4 separate regions of the Drosophila melanogaster genome follow, and regions 2, 3 and 4 are each linked to region 1. The links are chromatin contacts, called in public Hi-C and targeted proximity ligation maps. All regions are on one chromosome and are shown on one strand. The core of a region is the stretch at or near the end of the contact, and the rest is flanking DNA. Distances in the headings are between cores, read along the strand shown. Region 1 holds the start of RpL21 (Ribosomal protein L21). Region 2 holds the start of CG40006. Region 3 holds the start of Slmap (Sarcolemma associated protein). Region 4 holds the start of CG17493.

Evidence for each region. Hi-C and Micro-C count contacts between places; a contact is called where the count stands out from the background.
Region 2: a Hi-C map of the Kc167 cell line shows a contact between it and region 1, with 2.9 times the contacts expected there. A contact is called at or near these places in 1 of 107 Hi-C or Micro-C datasets (the Kc167 cell line) and 1 of 7 datasets of targeted methods (the Kc167 cell line).
Region 3: a contact with region 1 is called in a targeted proximity ligation map of the Kc167 cell line, with 4 times the contacts expected there. A contact is called at or near these places in 2 of 107 Hi-C or Micro-C datasets (both in the Kc167 cell line) and 2 of 7 datasets of targeted methods (both in the Kc167 cell line).
Region 4: a contact with region 1 is called in a targeted proximity ligation map of the Kc167 cell line, with 7 times the contacts expected there. A contact is called at or near these places in 2 of 107 Hi-C or Micro-C datasets (both in the S2 cell line) and 1 of 7 datasets of targeted methods (the Kc167 cell line).

The regions. Positions count from the first base shown.
Region 1 is chr2L:22,246,446-22,249,323 of dm6, forward strand. RpL21 (Ribosomal protein L21) reads right to left here and starts at 1,430. Exons shown (of 2, transcript NM_001299204.1): 1 at 1,351-1,430; 2 at 701-1,276. The coding sequence starts at 1,260. The coding sequence ends at 781. Nubpl (NUBP iron-sulfur cluster assembly factor, mitochondrial) reads left to right here. Exons shown (of 2, transcript NM_001273759.1): 2 at 1-543.
Region 2 is chr2L:22,754,971-22,757,848 of dm6, forward strand. It overlaps CG40006, which reads right to left and starts at 1,379. Exons shown (of 10, transcript NM_001042936.1): 1 at 887-1,379. The coding sequence starts at 1,154.
Region 3 is chr2L:22,577,625-22,580,502 of dm6, forward strand. It overlaps Slmap (Sarcolemma associated protein), which reads left to right and starts at 1,448. Exons shown (of 4, transcript NM_001042934.2): 1 at 1,448-1,628; 2 at 2,197-2,878. The coding sequence starts at 2,217.
Region 4 is chr2L:22,548,766-22,551,643 of dm6, forward strand. CG17493 reads left to right here and starts at 1,475. Exons shown (of 2, transcript NM_001273764.1): 1 at 1,475-1,723; 2 at 1,783-2,878. The coding sequence starts at 1,794. The coding sequence ends at 2,342.

The DNA.
Region 1 (2,878 bases), core at 180-2,679:
GACCACGAGAGGCTTGGAAAACCTAAAGCTATCAGCTCCAAAATTAACACCAGGATCGAGGACGAAAGTAGTCCAGATACATTTTAATGGTGGAGTATTACGAAAAAATTCTTTCATAAACCAATTAAATACAGCTGATCTTTCAATTCCGATCTGAGACGACGTTGTTTTTGCTAACGCACACAAATTAAACAATTTTAGTTTTGATGGATGTCGATCAACTTCAGAGCTTCAAAACAACCTATGGGAGAGCATGACGGAGATCACGATATGGTTGGCGTATGTGGCACTGAAAGGCCACAAGCCTGATGCAAAATGTAGAAAAGGCCAAACCACAGCAGCAATTGTCAAGACTTGGCTCGTCTGGAAATGCCCTCACGTATATATTACTCCAGCACTGTCCGCAGACATAAATGTAATCAAATATTCGCCGTAGCCTTGAGGACGGATTTGATTTTATCTTTCTTAGTCTAGCAGCAATTTCGCAACTGCGAGAAACAATCTGTGAGCTACTGTGGTTTGAGTGAATAAATGTTTATAAATAAACAAGTCGAGAACATTTTACTCAAAATGGTAGGTAATTAGTATCAAATGACTTTGAACATAAAAACCTTTCAATAATAAGCAGACGTTGTCGCTGATCAAAACTTTAGTTGGACGCCGACCTTATTGCAAAATGAAAATTACAAAGTCTGTTTATATTGGGCACATTTTTTTTGTTTACTGAAATTATATCAAATATTATTTCATTCCGTACAATTTCCGAGCAGTAAAATGCCTTTAGGCAATGAATTCGTATGGAATCGGGGCCAGAGCAATCGGTTCTTCAAGTTTCTTAACAAAGTGCGCCTTCTTCGGCTGTTCCGGCTGGCGCTTCAGACTGACCCATTGTCCCTTTTCCTTCGCCTCCTTCAGCAATCGCTCATTTTCCTTTACGCGGCGCAAAAAATCTTCGCGGCACTTGGAGTGGTGGATGTGCTCAATGCGCACATTGACCCGCTTAGCAAGGATTTTGCCTCTTACGCGTTTGTTTACTATTACACCAACGGCGTGCTGAGTCACATTGAATATGCGCCCGGTTTTGCCATGATATGCCTTATAGGGCAAACCCTTCTGTACAGCACCATGTCCCTTAATGTCAACGATGTCGCCGATCTTGAAAACCCGCATGTATGTGGACAACGGAATAACTCCATGCTTTCGGAAGGGACGGGAAAACATGTCCCGTGTGCCGCGACGATAGCCCTTTGAGTTGGTCATTTTTATTTATAATCCCCTATAAAAAAGAGGCTTATTAGATCTTTTTCAAGTCATAATGAAGAAATATTCAACAAAACTCGTTGAACTTACGTCCACGCGGTCGTATAGTTGAGAAAAGAAAGAAAGATGGCTACTTGAATAGCGTTGCCACTGATAGCAATTAAGAGTTTAGAAACTAAATATTATGTACCGTCCACACTAAGTTACACAATAAGCTTAATCTTTTAAGAGAAGCAAAATAGTCCCAAGTCTGAATATTTGGTATTAATAAGGATTTAATGCAATATTTATGTAATACATATATTTACATTATATAAAAACATTATATATAAAATTGCACTACATACAAATGTCTAGATACAAATAATCGCTGAGAGAAGTGTTCAACTCCAAGACGTTAATATGCGCTATGGGAATAATTTGTGATTTAAGCGAATTTGTTGATACAATTTTGAAGATACATATAACCTTAAGGAAGATAAAGTCCTGCCCCATTTAATAATTTTAATTTTCAGGAACCGTTCTGCCTAAGTCTTTACTACCGTGGGACTTACTCAGTATTAATTTGCTCCCTTTTAAGAAAAGTCATTCATGATCTGATAATCGTAATTTTTTTCGAATTCGATTTAGCCAAAATCTTTTGATTTCTTTTTTAGGTGCTCTGCTTTTGGAAAATTTGTTCTATAGTTTGGATATCGCAATATGCATTCAGCGGTAAACAGCTGTTTAAGCTGTTCCAGACAACATAGCTGCCACATATTTCATAGTTTTAATTACGATGTCCGCAATTTCTTTTTTGTGGCACTTTGACCACTTAAGTAATTAAATCAAATAGAATTATTTACAAACAACACTATTGGCTCTCCTTTAAATAAATTAATGAATTCCTTCTATATATTTTATATGCCTGTTTCGTTTCACCAACAATGTTTGACCCCTTGACAAATCCAAACTTTTGTTGCCGACATCAAAATTTTGTTAGTCAAATCTGAAGTGGCGTCAGCAATAAAAATTTTATTAAATAAATTAGTGGCAGAATGATCTTGTTATGATGTGCAATAAGCATCAATAGACCACTGAGTAAACTATTTCTTCTCTTGAGTAAATAAGTTCTGTTTTAATATGAAAAAAGGCATTTACTTTTCATTTCGTGTGTCCGCTTTACATATCGAAAAAATCGTAAAAAAAAAACCGAATAATAATTAATAATTAATTTTATAAAAGCCACTCATATAAATATTTAACAGCATATATGTACATGCCACACTGTTCATTTCTTAGCGTAATGAAATAGTTTAATAAGAAATATATGAATCTATATAGGCGAGATCCGCATAATTCATCGTCATAGGATAAATTGTTTTTTTTTTTTCTGGAATCTAATTTCAAAGATTGTAGTAGTTTCAGCGCGAAACATCGATGTTTTTCACAAAAATCGTGGATGTAACATCGAAGTTTTCCGATGTTCTCTAAAATAAAATTAATATTATCATTTACACTTGAAATATAAGAAAAAAGATTTAAATATTATTAAATTCATTTAATTTAATATGTAGAATAAATTAAATATAAAACGTATAATAAAATTACAATATAAAATCAATTAGATTTAAACTGG
Region 2 (2,878 bases), core at 129-2,628, 510 kb after region 1:
GGTCAAATAAATTTTTAAATAATTTAAAAAACTTTTTCACATCCAAGTGCTAAAAAATTAATTAAAAATAGGGCGTTGTAATACTAGACGAATTGAAATCCCGATTTCATTATATTTGGTTGATCTCGTTTTTAATGATTCAGGGAATATAATGTGATGAAATCAAATGCCAAACATTTTTACATAAAGTTTTTTAGGAACCGCGTACAATGTTTTTATATAAATATAAAATTTAATATAATTTAAACCAAATTACTATTCTAAAAAATCTTAGCAAGGTGAAATACACACCTTTTAAAATTGTTAGATTGAATTTAATTATGAATTTTAAATAATTTATTAATATTTAATAACCTGTATGGTTATCGATCAATATCCCCTTAAATTTTTTCACAAAAACTTTCGTTTTGCTTATATAAGCAAGGTCGTCGGTGCAATTTAAGGTCACCTTCGATCATTGTCGCCCTCTTCAACATACTATGCAACAGTAAGTCAAGCAATCGCACTTGTCTCACGACTCATATAAGGAAAGTAACATGTTTTAAATGTTTCAGTTTCTGGTTGTTTGGGTTTGCTTTATGGTCAAGTTCAGGGTCGAACGGAATCCGTAAGTAATTGATATATGTAATTTGTTCACGCTATTTTGTGGTTTGACAAGATAGTCAGCGAAATCAGAAATCCAAACTATGCCATTGTCGGCATTGCTTTTAATTTTATTCGCTTTTGGTATTTAACAATCAATGCAAAAACAAGCATAGAGTGCTATGCTAAACAACTTTAATGACTCTTTATCAGGTTTTTGTTGTCCCCCAAATGCGAACGATATAACGAAAATGTGTAAATTTAATCGAGAAAGCATAATTCTCTTTATTCATCAAAAACTCACGGGTAGGAACTCGATTCCGTTTGCCTTGGATTGGCTCGTTGAAAAAGCTGCTTAGTATGTCTATCGGATTCATTGAACGATTTGCCTTGAGACTTTTGCGGCGCTGGATTCGTTGCAGTGCTACCTGAGCGGCACAAGACACCGCAGGATCTGCGTCTGTGCTCAACCCAGATCCAGGGGTCACTGCTGACTGCCGCTGATTGCTGGCCTCTACGTCTCTTGATACTGAACTATATCGTCGCGCAAACATTTTGCTAAACTCCTTCATATTGGCTGTTTTTTTTTTTTTCAAATCATATATAGAGTTTAGTTTTTTTGTTTAAAATATTGGTCACTTTAGATTTTAGATTTTCTCTTCTGCCACGGCACTTAAAAACTTTTGTAAGCCTTTGCTGCTGCAGCTTCTTGTACATACGAGTACAATTTCTTTATCAAGGTATCTTTATCCCGTATCGCGTTGTCGCCCGTTCGCAAGCATTGCCCGCTTATGAATGAAAGCACGGGCGACATTAAATGTTCAGTATTATCATCAAAAGAGCGCAATCAGAAAGAGCGACAAAAGGAGAGGATCAGACAGAGAGCGCCCGCACTAACAGTCTAGGGTCGCGCGGATCGGCGCTCAGCTGTTGCATTGTTTTCTGCCGGTCTTCTGATCTAGGCATAAGCCAAAATTCAATAGTTATCTTAAAGCAAAACCAGTTTAAGGCTTTGTTGGAAGTTCACTGCTTGGCATGTCGTTGGAAAAGTACGATATCAGCTGGGTTTTGCTAAGAATTTATATTATATTGTTCTGTAAGTTTATTTGTGAAATTATAAATACCCTAAATTACTCTTTGTCCATTCGTGTCGTGTAGGATAGTAATTATGTACACTCACAAAAAAATGAGGCTTAAGTTAAGATTTAATCACATTAACAGAAGTCGAGCGCCTAAAAAATTAAATATCGGTACTGTGATAACGAAGTTTGCCACCAGTTGATATCAGTTAAAAAATTTCGTTGCATGGATGAAAATTTATTTATATATTTACATTTCATAACATCAGGCGTATTTACAAGCCTGATACTGTCATCAGTGTTTAGTATTATAATACTTAATCTACCTAACATTTTATGTATATCAATTCGTATTTACAGATACAACAATTTTTAGTTAAAAAAAATCGTTAAATATAGAGTTACGATGGACACAGGCATATTTGGAATTTTAATTGAGTTACGTAGGGGATAGATTATAGTCTGCATGCACATTTCCAATTCTCTTTTATTTTTGTATACAGTTACCGATATTCAAATTTAATTACACGAATTCAATGTGCATTATTATATGTAGCTTTGCTTTTAAACCCGACGAGAACATACTTATAATAAATATGTACCTTATGCGGTCGAAATGATGAATATTGCTGTTATGTAAATACTTATAATTTATAAAACTTACTATTTTACTAAATGAGTATCGCATCAAAATATTACCATGATGTCAACTCATTAATTACTAAGAAAAAATAATTCTTTATGGTTCCCATAAAACGTAAAAACTAAAAAATTCTTAGGGATTAATTTACAAAAAAAAATGTATTAAAAACTAAAGAGGAGGAATATTTTTGAAACGATATACAACGCTACAGCTACTGGATATATATAAAAAACTTATTAAATGGGCGTGGCCAAAATGCTTTTGGCATATCGATAAAAATTACCCGTTACTCGCCAAGTGGAAATGCGAACGCATAATTTCATCATTTGCCTGGGGGATATCGGTATATGTATATTATGGAATAAGATGAGAAAAAAAAACTAAAAATTGCTAAAATGAGTCGAGACCGCTTTGGTAGTTAGTTAGTGAAAATGAGGGGCGTGTCCAAGGTGTTTGTTTTTTTTTTTTTGGTATACCGAAGGACAATTGTGGCGTGGTAATTCCGGGCGGTTTATGGGCCTTGCAAAAAGGTTTATGGCAAGACGATAAAAATTTACAAAACTAATATACATAA
Region 3 (2,878 bases), core at 198-2,697, 330 kb after region 1:
GACCCATGTTGCCACGCACACAAACCTGCCAGCCCCACTCTAACGCCCTAAAACCTCCCAAAAATGCCGCGCAAAACACACATTTTTAAACCTTTTTTCGATATTTTTTTCATAATTCTATTAGTCGCTAAAATTTATATCGATATGCCAAAAACTTTTTACACGCCTACTCTAACGACCAAAAGCCGTCAACCCGGTCACGCCCACAATTTTGAACAATTTGTAAACTTTAACCGTTGCATGCTCTAAAGGTTAAAGTATTGCCTTCAAATCCTCGAAAATGAATATTTTATTCGATATTTACGGCAATAACCAACCCTTTGAGAGTGTTCAGTCAAAGACACTACAATAATTCTTTATTATTCTAGAGACTTTGGTTCAGTAGAACAGTTGCGATAGCAACCTTTGTAATCAAAAATCGTTTCAGCAGGTAAAACGCGCCATTCCAACTGGATTTTCTATACATATATATTTTATTTTCTATAACCTATTTCTATTGTTTCAAACTATATGGGCGTTCATCAATTACTGTGCGGATTAAGTTTGCAATGTTTTCAGAAAAATAAGTTGTTTCGTCGAAATCCGAATCCGCGCAAGTCTGAGCCAATGTAGTAGCGTAGAGCACTTGTTTTCGATTCGTCAACGTTTCATTATTTTGTCAATAAATGACAGAATTGACTGCTGTTGCCTTTGTGGCAATTCACTGACTGTTAAATTAATATGTATCCTCATTACGTGGCAAGACAAGTTAGTATTATTCGCACTTGTTTGGTGTCTTGCCCCACTTAATACATTTGTCTGTCTTGCCATTAGCCGATTAGCTTAGCAAGATCTTTCCCTGCAAATGGTGATGGGTAAAACAGAAAAATCTAACATCGATGTCCGAAAATTTCGATGTTTCCGATTTTTTTTTAAATATCTATGTAGCGCTATCTCCGATGTTTCTTCCAGCTCTATTTTGTAGTTTGCGAGATCACAGCCTTCAGTCAGACAGACCGGACCTGATCGAATAGTGTTTATGATCAGGAGTACACTATACTTTAAGGTTCGGAAACACATTTTTATGCCGACTACAAACATACCCTTAACCTTTCTAGCATACGACATTGCTCTAAAACATTTTAAAATTCCGAAATCTCCTTTCTTATTATAACAATTTTAGAAAATTATTTGTTTCTTTTTATTGGAAATGTAATTGCAGAACATTTGTATGCCGACTACAAACATACTCTTAACCTTTCTAGCATACGACATTGCTCTAAAACATTTTAAAATTCTTAAATCTTATTTCTTATAAAAATTTTAGAAAATTATTGTTTGTATTTATTGGAAATGAAATTGCAGAATGGAATGGTTCTATCGTTGCATGTCAACATAGAAACTGGTATATGGTATATAAACTGGTATATTGTATATTATTATATACAATAATGCTTAGCGCTTTTTTCATCGTTCCGTGTTCATCACCAGTTGATTGTCGCTATTTTGACGGAAATATTTTAAGTATGCACACAAATTTACCGCGAAACCAGGTGTTTTTGTACAACAATTGTTCAAAGTTAAAGAAAACTAAAAAACACGGGTAGAAGGTTGCAACAATTAATACAGGAAAATTACAAAATTCCAAGGTAAGCCAAGCGTGCATTGTAAAATAAAGGTAAAAACGTTGCGCAATATCAAACATTTATATTATTGCGAATTTAATGTTCTTGAACTTAAGCGGTCCTCCCCGTACCATATAATTTATTTTTAAATCAAAAAAGTAAACAATTTCCAACCGTTCCAAACATTTTTAATGCCTGGTTTAAGTTGTCGTAATTAATCGGCACATCCTTAACTCGAAAATTGCTTAATTCATAAGAATGACCAACTAATGGCATAGTTTTTTGTTTACAATAATTCTTGAAAACATTGCTATTGAACGTACATATTTTTGTATCAAATGCAAATTCATTCTGTATGTATGTATGTATGTATGTATGCATTTACATATGTGTGTATATCTTATGTGGTCGGAAACCTTTTCAAATTTTCATCGGGAAAAGACAAATTTTATAGTTACATTAAATTAAAGCAGGCCTTTAAAATTTGGATTCATTGTCAATGTTTCGGCTAGTCGGATTTGTCAAACAGCAGCCACTCGTGTATTACTAATTACTAACTTGTTAATCCGCTTTTGTTCTCGTATCCCCAAAGGTTTGTTTGGATGTAAAGTAATGGTCTTGGTGTGCAATGAGTGGTTAAAAAATAATGTTGATGAAGACCAGACGTCAAGTTCATTATCGCCGACGCCAGCATCAGGAGCAGTCGGATCAACGGCATTAAACAGAACTGGCACAACCGACACGGCCACGGAATTACCTCAGACGACCAGATATCCATCCGGGGAAGAACCTGCTGTGAAGCCAGAGGAGGCGCAATACGCTTTAAACATGGAAACTGAAAAAAATTTGGAGCAGGACAATTTCTTTCATATAATGGACATAAAAGAAGATATGGCTGATAGTAACAACGAGGCGTCCACGAAGAACCAGGAAAATAATAATATGGAACTTTGTGATTCCAACACAGTATGTATTGACCGACGTCCGGCTGAAGTTTCCCAGCATGCTATGAATATGGCCATGAACTCTGTGCTGAATGCAAATAACACCGGGGTTGGAGTTCGAGTAACTACTGCCTGCAGTCTGTTTAGCCCACTAGGAGTACTAAACAATAGTGCTTTACAAAGGGAGGTGGCATCGGAATGCGGCACTTTACAAGTCTCTTCAGTGCCCCCAACTTCTGGCGTAGATCTAGACATAGGATTGGAGTCTGCCCCAACGCCATGTAAGGGTGCAGCAAAAATCGTACTCCTATGTGAACCAAAGTCGCACAA
Region 4 (2,878 bases), core at 225-2,724, 300 kb after region 1:
AAAAGGCTCATCTTGTCATCCAGTCATTATAACGAGAATAGTATGTTGCTATATGTTACTTTCCTACCAAAATGGTAATATAAGAAATAAAAATAAATATTCATTTGAGGCTTCCACCAAAGACACTAGAGTCTTTGCTTGCACGGTGCTTCATTCAAAAACGAACTATTCGTTTCGCACAGCTGTTTGCTACACTAGTACCAAAGACACTAGAATAACAAGATGCGTAACGGCCATACATTGGTTTGGCACTATGCAGCCACTTTTTTGGTGACGGCCAAAATTGCTCTCTTTCCGCTCGCTCACGCTGAGAACATAAGAAATCTAAAAATAGAATTTGCTTGCTTGTGTGAGTAAAAACAAGAGACGAGAACGCGTATATGTGTGCGTGTTGTGCTAGAAGACGATTTTCGGGCCGAAATTAATTCTGATCAAAGAAATGAATTTACATTGTACATATTAGGGTAGTTTTTTGCCAATTTCGTAGCAATATGATGAAATAAAATAATTTTTAAAAATTCGCGCCCTTCTTATTATAATTTTAAAATTTTAATTTTAATTTTAAAATTTTTTAATTTTAAAGCTTTTTAAATTCGTTTGTTAAAATCGCCGCTCGAATTAGCTACCGTTTACACATTTATATTTATGTTCAATTCTAATTTGTCTCTCATCTGACAATTTTTTAAAAGCAAAATTTTTTTTTGAAACACTTTTAATGTTAATATTACATCATTTTAAGTCAAATGACTTAATAAATATACTAATTAATTAAAGGAAAAACAATAGAAATTATTATAACTACTGTAATTTCATAAATTTCATTAAAATATAATAACTAGAATTATTCTAGTGTCTTTGCTTTGTTCATATCTTGAGGCACGAAGTGCGGACACAAGCACTCAACAATCATTGCCTTATTAATTTTTCACACGCCTCAAGATGAATACTCTAATGACAAATATTCTTACATAAAGTCATTTTTGAAAATTTTTTTTGTGATAATATGTACATAGATTTGGCTATTTCTATTCTATTTTCAAATAATAATAACGTTAAGGCAATGCAAAACAAGAATTTTTCGCATGGTGCCAATTGATCAAAAATAATATAGATTTAAAGTCAAAGAACTTTGATGGTGAAGGGCATATTTTGTCAAATTTACAATGCATGAGCATACGTGTGCACACATAAAGTTGTCTGCTATCACTGTATGCGTAGAAAAGAGCGGTTCGCTGTAGCGCTCTTCGCTCTCTCGCTCTCTAACAAAAATTCGAGAGAGCCTGGAGCCACCTCTAGAGCCACGGCCAAAAAATTGTGTGCCAAAAAATCGTATGGCGTTACGCATCTTGTTATTCTAGTGTCTTTGCTAGTACGATAGATTGCTGGTTCATAATTGTACTCAATTTTAAGTGTCTTTACTGCTTTTACTTTGCTTTTGTGCAAATATATGTGTAGATGTTTCACAAGTGTGAACAGGCCTTAAACATTGTGTTTTTCTGGCATTCTAGTCGGCTTTATTTGAGCTGTTTCACAAACGAAAGATATGGCTTTCTTGTAATCGTGAACCGTAAACTTGTGTGTTGCGCTAGGAATAGGGTGGGCTGTGTAGAGCTCTTCATGTTTATATATATTATAACAAAAATAGGAGCATCCGACAAATCAACCCTCACTCGTATAGTCTATGCGACGTATATCAAGAACTTATACCAACATCTGAAATTACGTGAGTTTCAAATATAACTGAGGCATGCACAAAATTATAAACGTTAATCCCAATTTAAGCCAATCGATTAATGGAGCAAAACTCAACTGCGGCTGGCAACGCCAACCCTGCTACAGTTCCTGCCAAAAGGGGTACGCAACAAGGTCGCAAGAAGTCTGGCCCCAAGTTCGAACTGTCTGAGGCCCAAAAATGCGACATTAAGGAGGCCTTTGATCTATTTGACAACGAAGGCACGGGTTACATTGAGGTAAAGGAACTTAAGGTGGCCATTAGGGCTCTGGGATTCGAGCCAAAAAAGGAGGAGATTAAGAGGATGATTTCCGACATTGACAAGGACTGCAGTGGGCGCATTGCGTTTAACGTCTTTCTGCAACTGATGACTATAAAGATGGCCGAAAAGGACACTAAGGAAGAGATTCTTAAGGCTTTTCGGCTTTTTGATGATGATGACACTGGAAAAATTTCATTCAGAAATCTAAAGAGGGTGGCTCGTGAACTTGGTGAAACACTTACTGACGAGGAACTGCGAGAGATGATAGACGAAGCCGATTTGGACAATGACGGGGAGGTAAATCAAGAAGAATTTCTGCGAATCATGAAGAAGACTAGTTTGTATTAAAGAGCAGCGCTTAATCTTCATTTTAAAACACTTCGTGCGTTCCTGGTGCACTTAATGAAACATTCTCAAAATAATTTGCCGTTTTAAGTCATCAATTATAAATGTAAGTTTTAGATATTTTAAAGTTTTACGTATGAGTATTACATCAAGAAATAATTGTTCAGCTCGTTTTGAATTTTAAACAAAAATACTTTTTCCCGATTTGCGATAAAAGGGCGTAGTAACATCAACTGCAAACATTTATAATATCAAATTTCATGATGGTGAATAGTAAAATTTAAAACAAAATGTAAGGGAACTAATTATTGGTATATGTTACTTGAATTAGGTCACAACGCTACTTTTTACAGCTTATTGTCTAAATCTAAGCAAGGTAAATAAATTCATACAATTTTTAGATAAGAAGGTACAATATCACATCGTCCACAAGTAAATTGCAATGCTTATATCAGAAATGTTACAATGCCTTGCTAGTGTTTATATATTAGTTGAGCATACTATTTAAAAACTAGAACCAAATTTTTATTTTTAATTAA